Regions from separate parts of the Columba livia genome. Here region 1 is linked to region 2. Evidence: chromatin contacts called from public Hi-C data. All regions are on one chromosome and are shown on one strand. Each heading gives the region's core, a stretch centred on a gene start, on an enhancer-like site or on the middle of the called end of the contact. The rest is flanking DNA. Distances are from core to core; before and after follow the strand shown.

Region 1 (5,381 bases), core at 1,905-4,404, 180 kb after region 2:
AGTGTGCATCTCTATGCAATTTGTAAAATTATTGGGGCTAATGTGTGTGCACTGTATTTAAAGACATCTCTTCATTAGTGCACTGGCTGCTGCAATAGGTCAGCCAACAGCCAGAAAAGATGAGAAGGGCTGATTACAGCTCCCCTGCAAGTGGCCCCGCTATGCTATATATTCCTGTGGCCCATCTCAAATAACCCGTCTGGGTGCTCCTACCTACTGAAAAAAAATGTGATATTGGGGTAGGTTACCTAAGAGAAACTTCTCTAGAACTCTGCCCCAGCCTCCTGTTCCTATTCAAGGAGGAACACTGGTTTGCTGTATCCTCTCCCAAATAGAGGTGCTGTCACTGTAAAAGCATACAAGGCTCTGGCATGAGGTGAGCAGGTAGATGGTCTTTATGCAGTTTGGGACCCTGGTTCAAGGCCTGTTCTTTGACCTTGGTGCTGTCTCCTAATCTGGCAGCTGTCAAGAGGGGCTTCTCCAAAGATAGGTGCTTGCTCTGCCCTCACTTAATAAAATCTGATAGCTTTTGGTAGAAAGGAAGCAACCTCCAGGATCATCTCTCTCTCATCTGGTTCATGTGACATAAACCATAAAATGAGTTGTGGGCAATGAGCCTTGGTTGTGAACCAGATGATGACAGAGCAAACAGAGGATGTGGGCATGAGATAAGCCCTCTTCCAGAGGGGTGGAGCAGATCCCCTCAGTCCTGGGGGAAGAAGGAGCTGTACCACACTGAGACGGGAAACAAGATGCATGATGTGGACATGAAGGTGCTGTCAGAGGCAGCCTATGGGATGCGCAGATGTCCTTTGGAACAGTACTAAGCAGATGGGCTATGATTATAGAGGGTGGTGAAGGGGAAGGCAGGGCATGGACATAATGCATAATGTAATGATGGACATTGTCTGGAGGAGTTACCCAACATGTCCAGATCAGGAACTGACCTGAGTGCAGGGGCATGTGTACAGGATCTGAGGAGATGCTGCAGGTAGCAATGTTTGCATCTCACCTATGTGAAAACAGATCTGCAGCAGGTAGAAATGTCTGGTTAGTTACCTGTCATTCCTGTAGCCTGCATCAATGTTACATTTTTTTTCAAGATGGTTAGAGAGAAATTTGAGTGATGTGGAGTGCTTCACTCTCACTGGTGCACAAGCAGGGACACTCCAGTGGAGGCTGTGCAACCCTGCAAGATTCTCACATTGCTCTTGCCAACTGACTGGCAGCAAATGGGCCAGACGGAAGCATGGGAGCATTCAGCCTTGCATCTGCTCAGAAGCCCAGGCGTTACATGCATTTGCACACACATGCTTCCATTTTAACTGATTGATCCAACCCCAGGTGTGGGAGACGTGAGTCACGATGCCCTCTCAGCAGCAGGGACAGTCTATAATCGGCAGGCAAAGGAGGCCGGTGAATACCATTGCCAAACCGGGTCCACTGCATGCATAAAAGGAGAAACAGCTGGGGGACTCCCCTTCCATGCATCCCTGCTCTGCTGCCAGTTGGGGCAAATATAGTATTTCTTGGAGACGTGCCCAGTTAGTGGAGCACCCAAGGAAAACGAGCCAGCGGAAGATGGCAAAAATGCTTGATGGTGCCGAAAAAGCAGCATGAAAATTGGTTTACTGCATTAGTGCTTTTGGCAGTGCTGGGGTAGGGGAGCACAGGCCACAATACCTGCCTTGGCCGTGCAGCACTATGTGGGTGTCACTCTCCTTGGCAGTGTGGGGTGTCCACTACAGCTCATCCAGCCAGCAAACCTTCCGACCAAAGCCAGGGCACTGAGGATGGATGCACTGTCCCCCTCCCACCCAATTAGTAACAAAAGCACTGACTCGAGCTGGGTTGTGGGAGGGAGGCAAGGGGATAAGCTGCCCGACAGCCAGAGAATACAAGCTGGAGAGGGGATTTTTGCTCGTGCATGTTACCTGCTGAATGGGAGGCTGCAGCGCTGTGCTCCCGCTCCTCGTCTTTAAAAGCTCATCTCTACATCGTTATGTGGGGACCCTTTCCTGCAAGCGGCAGGGAAAGAGTGGGCAGGAATGGATCTGTGACCCAGGTCAAAAATATCGCCTGCTCCACAGCTCCTAAAGTTTTTCACTGCCCCTGCAGGCTGGGAGAAAGGGGGTGCTGGAGCTGCCAGGCACACCAGAGGACACTGCTGGGGAGCCCTGCCAAGGGGAGAGGGGTGGGAGGGAGCAGATGGGGAGCTGAAGCCTGTAAGGGTTAGTGAAATGGAAACTGCAAGCTGGAGGGTTGTACAAGGCACTGCAATCCTCTACCGGCACTACCATGCAACTGCGGAGGGTGCTGGGGTAGCTAAACCCCTGCAGGCACATAGTGGATTCTGCGTGGGGTCCAGCCATCTGGGGTTTGCCTTAAGATGTCATTACTTAAATAATGCTTTTTTATTGTGCTAAGAAGGGCTCTGAGTTTGGCTTGAGGTCAGACAAGCTCTCTTGCTGCGTTCCTCCTTTCTTGCTTTTTGTTCCAGGTCTCCTCAAGCCCTGACGCATGGTAGAGCCCTGGTGGTCTTAGCAAAAGGTGGGTGCATGCCGCACACCATCCATGCACAAACACACATGTGACACATGTGCTATGTGCTACTGACTTCTCATACGCCCCATGGCCGCTCACTTCAAAGATGTCGGATGGCAGAGGGTCCCCAAGCCCTTGCACAGGTTCTAACCCCGTAGCACAACTGAAGCCCTGTACATGTACCAGGGCAGCAGGGAAGAGCCCCTTCCCAGCCGGGAGAGCAGAGTCTGCTGCTGTGTGTAGAGATTGCAAGAGCCGGGGTGCCATGACCGTGCACCACATGAGGCTGTGGGGGCCCCACAATTTGTTTCTGAGGTGCCTTTGCCTCATATACCCCTCTTTAAGCTCTGCCTGCCTGGTGGGGTTGTAAATATAGAAACATAAGCCCTGGACTGTTGTGTGTTTTTTTTTTTTTCCTCCAAACATATCCCTCCCTTCTTAGCATCATCTGTGCAATTCCTCCAGCTGCTCCTATACATGGTATGACCTTTTCTTCCCCTTTTCCTTGCTCCCCTCTCAGTCTCTCCCCCGCCCCATCACCGCTCCCTTCCCTGCCCAGCGCAGGGGATCTGGGGCCAATCGGCTCCTCCAGAGGATCAAATGTCACTATAAGTTGAGAGCTGCATCACCTTGGGACGCTCGCAGATCCCAGCCTGCCTGTCCCCTTCGTCAGGAAGCTCAGTGCTTCTCTCAGTTCCTCCCAGGTAAGTGGGAGACCCAGCAAGGGATGCTACTGCGGAGGTAAAACCATAGAGGGGCTGAGCCTTGATTTGAATAGAAAAGTATCATGGGAGGGTTGGGGTCCACAGGATCCAGGATCCTGCACTGGATCCTAAGGAAAAGGTACTTTTCTTTCCTGACTTTTGTTGGGCATCACACAAGGCTTGTATCACCTGCAGAGACATGGGTGCTCTGAACTCTCAAGGATCAGTGGTGGGAGAAAAGACCCTCCCAAAACCAAGGTGTGGGGGTGGAAATGCAGTGACATCTCTCAGGGCACTTGGGAAACTCCCTGCAGCAGCAGGGGGGAAATGCTGACCTTACCTCTGCTGGTCATCCAGAGAAAGGGATGTTCAAGGTGGGAGAGTTGAAGGGCAGAACCATGGGGGAGCTGCTGGCACACAAGTAGTGCTGTGGGGCTTGAGGGAGACCTGAGAAACACAAATGTGGTCATGGAAAACTGCCCCCTCTCACAGAAAAGATGAAAATTGGGGGAGAAACGTCCTGTGTGCATGGAGGGAAAGGAGGAAGGGGTTACATTCAGAATGGTGATGGTGTGCTCCCTGTGTGCATGGCTTTACATGTCCGGTGCAGGTGCCCACCCCCTGTATGTGGGGCATCTCCCCCAGCGGCTGCCCCACGGGGCACAGCTCCTCACTGCTGGGGTGAGGGGTATCCCGCAAAGGCAGGAGTGTCACCAGCACAGGTGGCTCTGATGCCAGTGGTTTGGGTGGGATCTGTGCTGCTGGTGTGGGGGGTCTCCAGAGAGGTAATTGCCAGCAGGCAGCTGTCCCTCATGGGCACAAGAGCAGGGGAAAAGCAAGGGATATAAGCTAAGCACAGTTTTTGTCTCTGAGTCCTCTCTCTCAGCCTTATTGTTCCCAGCAAACCCCATGCAGGCATCAGACAGATTATGTCACTCCAAAGACAAGGATAAAAAATGCATTTTGGGGCAGGGTATAGGTATGTTGCTATGTGTTGTCGGAGCCTGCAGCAGCATTGTGGTGGGGCCTTCACTTTCCAGCCCCTGGGGAGAGAAACACTTTCTGCTGGAAAGTACTAGTCCAGAAATAAAGGGAGGAGGCAGAGGGATGGAAGAAATATACATTTAAAAATATACTTTTAATATAGAAAAGTATATATGTGTATTTATATATTTAGTAGATCTATTATAGATAATAAACAGGTATTTTAATATCTGTATGTATGTAAGAAAATTGATGCAGTGGGTTTGCAGCGGCTCCTGCTGGGAAAGCTTGGCCTTGTGGTGCTTGATGGATCACACCCCTAGTCCTCTCCAGATAGTTGTCCCTGCCAGGTCCCATTGCCTGTGCATGGCCACTTTTGTCCTCCCCCCTTTCCCTAGGGTTCCTGCTACCTTGCCTCCCTTGTATGGCCTGGTTTGGGAGGGAATGATTGACGGGCGGGTTATTTCCAGGGATGGCCTGGAGGTGCATGGCAGCCCATTCCCCCTCCCGGGTGCATTCTCAGCTGCCACAAGGCTTCTTGGGACGTGCTGGCTCTGCTCTTTCAGCCAAGGGCAGGAGCATTTGGGGCCAAAAGGGATGTGGTGTTCCTGCCCACCTGGGGCTCATGAAAATTGGGGTATTTGTCCTTTCAGCTGTGACCTACTCAGTTTGAACAAAATTAAGAAAATAATCTTTGCTTTTACCTTTAAGGGGTGAAAGTAGGCAGGAAGTTTTTGGTTTGGTGAAATTTTCCCATGTGTTTTGATTTCCTTCCAAATGGTGGGCAGTATTAACTAATTGATTTTATTACATCTTTAAACCTCCGTCAAGACCAGACCCCATTTTTCTGCCACTGTACAAACAAAACCCAGTTATTGCCTGAAGGTGCTAACAGCCTTAATCTTAGGCTGCATTTGCTGTGTGTAAAGTGATTTCCACCCAAGGGTAATCCTGAGCCAGCTGGAGACTTTCCATTGCCTTCAGAGAACTTAATCCTAACTGCTCTTAGCAGATTGCTTGCTTTATTGCCTTTTGGATGTAAATATGGTTTGGTTTTGTTGGCTGCTTTGATGATACAGTTACCTACGTGGACAGTGCTGGGCGTCAAAGAGCCTTTCTCATCTCAGGTGGCTGTTGGTATGATGGTTG
Region 2 (5,026 bases), core at 864-3,363:
GGAAAAATTACTCTAGCCTTCCTCCCCAGCCCTCAGTCCCTTTGTGTGAAAGGACAAGGGCTGCTGGAAGTAAAGACCATGGAGGACACAAGAAGAGTTCAGGTCTTGAAGGCTGAGAACTAGAGGGTCCACAAACATTTTAACAAAAGCTCACCAATGAATTCAATGGACTTGTCCAGCCAGGGAAGGAGCTTCTCACAGTAGTTGTCATTGACAGGAATGCGCATGAAGTGACTATCACAGATGAAGTCTGGCTTGGGACAGGAGTTGCTGGCATTGAGAACATAGCTTATCCCATTCTGTGTCATCAAGTCCTGGTGGGAAAGAAGCAATCAAATGGATGGCTGACTTCAGCAAGCACTGAGTGCTGAAGATCTGCCTTTCCATGCACTCCTTGCCTTTTCCCATCCTGATGTTTTCTCCTGTGAGTCTCCCACTGCTGCCTTGACCTAGTAGATGGTAGTACAGCAGAGGCCAGCTGAAAAGGTTGTGTCAATTTAGATGACACAGGTTTGAACCTCAGCAGGTCTTTGCATTGGTCCAAGTAAAAGTAAGCAAGACTAAAAATACCTGGAAGGGGGTCCCAGAGGGAAAAACCTCAGAACTCCATTATGAGTAGAAGAGGCAAATACAAGAAAGAAAATCAGCAGAAATTCTGACTGAAAGCTTTGAAAGTAACAGCTGAGGGAGAGAGGAGGCCTCTCACCAACAGAGTAGTGTGAGTCACTGGCAGCACCCTATGCTGACCAATGTCAACCCATGTCTTTGCTCCCACACCTCTCAGAATCACATCAGGAGTTCTTACAGATCTGTTCGTTGCTCACAGTTCTTCACTGATCATATGCTCTTGTGTTAGGACATAGGCAGGTGGCAAGAGGAACCATCTCTTCCCTCTTTCTGACACTGGAGTGAACCTGGACTTGTTGTCTGTGACTTTTCTGCTTCGGCCACTTAAATGCTACCATCACTGCCCATTTTTCTGACTCAGCAAAATGAGATGGCACAAGGGAGACCTTAGGCAAATAGGGTCAGATGAAAAACTGCAATGAGGGGGTGAGGTTCAACCCACGGGCTATCCATCGGGAAACTGGCTTGCTGGGTGTGTACTGCTGCATCCACACCAATCTCCATTACTTCCCGCCCAAGGCTACAGTCAGCTTTACCTATATGTGGTGATGACACCAAATTTATGACTCATCTGACCTGTCTCTTTCCTCATCCCATCAGACTAAGTATCACCTGTACAACTGGTAGCAGGTTGCTTATAAAAAATAGGGGAACATCTGTGCCAGCTGCTGGGTCTCAGTGCCTGGTCTGTGCTATTACAAGGAAGACCCAGAATTAAACAGGAGAAAACATGGAGATATAAGCGTTCTTCTATATGTTAGAGTGCGTGGAGCTGCCATGTGGGATCTCTCCTTTGCAACGTGCTGGAGAAGCATTGCCCATGCACAGCCTCTGCATTTGACCCCATTCTTGCTGCCTATGAATAGAGCATCCTCAGGACACATCCTGGCGATGGCAGAAAACACAGCGCCAAAAGATGACCAAAACCCTCTGAGGAGGCAGGGAGAGAAGGAAACCATCAATTTCCCAGCCTGACATTGGGTCCTCAGGAGACCACATCGGGATTTCGGCCCTGGCTCTCCAGCAGCTGGTTCCTGCCCACCCCAGCAGCCTATGCAGAGCCCGGCCTCGGCTCAATGGAGCCAGCCCAGCTCCCAGGCTCACATTCTTGGCATTTTTCTCTTTCATTTCCTTCTACTCCCCGTATATAATTTCACTCTCCCTCCTTTCTGTCTCCAACCCTGCTCTGGCGTCATGGTCCCTCTCCCGCCTTGCCTGCCCCAGGCGAGGGTGCCTGGTTGGCTCCCTCCTGCCTGTGGTAGGCAGGCGCCCAGTGGCATTTTAACTGCAATTCCTCTTTCTTTCTTCTCGCTGTTATTTTTTCTTTAAACAAAATTCCTTCCCTGGCATGACATCACAGCACAGCCCTTTCAGCACCTTTAAAAGGGCACTGTTCCTCTTTTCTTCTCTTTCCCTACAGCAAAACTTTGCTCATTTTTGAGCCTCCTGAACAAGCCCTTGGCCAGAGCAGCCTGTCCCTGCACTGCCATGGCTGAATATCCCAGCTTGCTCCCACTCTCTCTGGCTCCCAAGGGGATCGCAGGGTTGCTGAAATTGGTGTTATCTGGCAGCCTGCCTGGTGAAGTGGGTGGGTGCAAAGCAGGCTCCTGTTCCACATCTCCCTCCAGCTGTGGTAACTCCCCCTCCAAGCTCAGGTGTTATCCTGGCTATGCTCCTCCTGCTACTGGCACTAGGGAAGAGTTTGACCAACCCAAAGCTCACCAATATAAGATGACTCATTCTGCGACCACCCTCCCCAGTTCTACCAGGCTCTGCCTATGCACTCCTTGCCTTTAGCCTCCTGGTAGGGCCAGACTGAGCATGTGTGGTCCTCTCACTGGGCAGGAGAAGAGTCCTTAATGCCCTCACCCTTCTGCATGGTTGGGGTCTCAGATGGGACAGGGCAGATGTGTTCCCTCAACTGGGCCATACCTTGTTTAGGACATCTTTCTGGGAGCCCAGGTAGAGATGTGGGAGGATGCGTGTGGGGCCGATGTTGGCCACAGGCAAGCATGGCTGGGAGATGCTCATCGGCAGGATGGCAGCTGGCTTCCCCTCGCAGAGCCCTGGGAAGCAGGACGAGAAGGTGGCAAAGCCTCCTGTGGAGAAAATGGGAACATTGAGTTCATAGCAGTGAGGCTGAGACCATCAGTACCTGGCATCCCAAGACACAGGCTGGAGACAAAGCAGTGATACCCCTGCAACACTGAGAACAGAGCTTTTGGGAGCAAAAAGCCACCAGCCATCACTAAGCAGTGCAGACACACTGTGATGACTGTGCCACACACATGAAGAAAGGAATGGAGACCCAACTTCGATTTTTCCTGCTGCAGCTGAATATTAAGCCACGTGTGAGTTATCCCGCACCCCCTCTTGCTCTTTGCAACTTCATTCAAATCCCAGGAAGAGAAAGTCCTTTTCTTGGCTGCCTACTGCTCTGAGCACAACCAGGGTCACTTTTTGACAGCAAAACCCACCAGTGCAGGATGAGGACAAGCAAGCCCATTGAGCTACAAAGTTCCTGGGGCTGGGGAGATCAAGCCCAAACGTTGCAATGGCTACATGTAAACATTGCAGTTTCTTAGAGATGACCCCTCTGCCCAGCCTCACCAAGCCCATGTTTTCCACCACACTGGACCGGACCAACACATCAGTACCTGCAGGCCATTGCTGTTTTTCACGCTCTGATCTTACTGAATGTGACAGCAAGCAGTGCCCAATTTACCACACCAAGCTGCTGGGCCATCATAATCAACTTGAGCATCTCAAAGACTGATATTAAGAGAAATGCCCAGCTGGGTCCGCGGCACGTGGCATCTGACAGCCAGAGCTATCACCACGGTGTCTGGCATGGTCAAAAGCGTGGTCTAGATGTGAATGAGCCCATTCCCAGCTCAAGCAGCAAGAGCACTGACCTGAACTAGGCAGCAAGCATCGCCCTGCCTGCATGGTGGGCAACTTGGGGAGCTGGAAAAGCTCCAGTGCTGTCATATGTCCTGTGTGATTGTGTAAGGCCACAGGTGATCCTGATTTGCTCTCACTCATTGATCCTGTCCTCCAGGGTAGAGCTGGGTCTGGCTAGTGATGGTCCAACCAGTGTCCCTTGAGATTTTCCCTTTTATGTGAATAAGCAGATGCAGCTTGACATCACCCAAATGGCAGAGAAGACTGTGGTGCTTGACCACCTTTTACTGTCAGAGGGACTAGGATGCCCTCACAAGATCCTTCTGAAAGTCCAAATCTATGGAATCAGCACCATGGGAATCCCTGGCTCATCTCCACAGATAAACAGGACCTTTGGTAATGAACTTTCCATCCCATCTCTCCCCTTCACAAGCAGGGCAGGCTTTGCACATTCTCAATTTACCTTCTCCAGGACCTTGCCAGCATTTCTGCTGACCCTCCTGGAGCACCTCCCTGGCTGCTGGTCTGGCACACAGGCTCAGGCCGGGTACGATTGGTGCTGCCAACAACTCACCCCATGTATTTGGGAGGTGAAGTTAACGGAGAAGCCAGAGCAGTGCACAAAATCATGCTTACATCACCTAGGAACAAACGAGGTCCTCCACCACCCTCCATCTCATCAGTTCCTGGTGTCAGCTGCCACTGCCCCAAGAGGAAGGTCTCCTTCCACCAATCTCTTTCCTCCCCTATGTTTTCCTGGCTGGCAGCTGGCTGACAGCTCCCAGCTTCAAAATCTGGCCAAATGGGAGGGGTAGAGTTAAAGCACCTTATCTTCTCCAGCACTTCCTTTTCTTTGGCTCCCTCTGAAATGACATCACCTCTCAACTGGGACATTAAATCAGAGCAAAAGCAGGAGGCCCAGCACAGGTGCAGCACAGCTCCGGTTACTGCTCATCCCTGTGCTGTGTCCCCATTGCCAAGGAGCGTAAATCACCAGCCAGAGCCCTGCATGGACACATGTGAACTCCCCGCTTTGTCCCCAAGTTTGAGCACAGACTGCTGATGCCTGAGGGATGCTCAAGAAGAAACCCTGCAGGAAGGGCTTCCTTCAGCTACCCTCAAGAAGCCTGCAGCACACTGGGGTGCAGATTTGACCCCTGGAGTCACGCAAAACAACATGGGAATTTTTCCAAAAGAAACCAGCACTTTTTTGAGGAGCAGAGTGCACACGGGTGCAGCCCTGGGGAATCAGCAGCTACTCTGATCCTCATCCTCTCACCATCACTCATACCCATCAAGAGCTGCCCAGGGCTGTGTACAGCTTCGTATTGCTCTTCAAAAGCCAGAAGTGCAGGGTGATCTCACAGCTAAAGCAGGTTGTGGCACGCAGCTTTCTCCCCCTTGCTCGCCTCTGCCGACACTTGCCCGGCCACAGATCCCCCGCCAGCCCTGCCTGGGGAAGTCCAGGCAGGGGCTGAGGGGGCTGCAAAGGAGG

The links. A called contact is a pair of places that touch in the nucleus more often than the background predicts.
Region 1: a Hi-C map of liver shows a contact between it and region 2, with 2.1 times the contacts expected there. The contact joins the promoter of TNNT3 here to the enhancer-like site in region 2. A contact is called at or near these places in 2 of 2 Hi-C or Micro-C datasets (crop and liver).

The regions. Positions count from the first base shown.
Region 1 is chr5:52,082,694-52,088,074 of bColLiv1.pat.W.v2, forward strand. TNNT3 (troponin T3, fast skeletal type) reads left to right here and starts at 3,155. Exons shown (of 14, transcript XM_065065165.1): 1 at 3,155-3,248. It overlaps LOC135579608 (a long non-coding RNA gene), which reads right to left and starts at 2,093. Exons shown (of 3, transcript XR_010473062.1): 1 at 1,935-2,093.
Region 2 is chr5:51,900,573-51,905,598 of bColLiv1.pat.W.v2, forward strand. DUSP8 (dual specificity phosphatase 8) reads right to left here. Exons shown (of 7, transcript XM_065065102.1): 4 at 2,560-2,726; 5 at 155-314. Among named protein-coding and RNA genes, the nearest start is that of MOB2, 29 kb to the left of the region's middle. Within about 2 kb of position 2,114, at least 1 of the 3 cell types and tissues checked has an H3K27ac peak away from gene starts, as active enhancers do.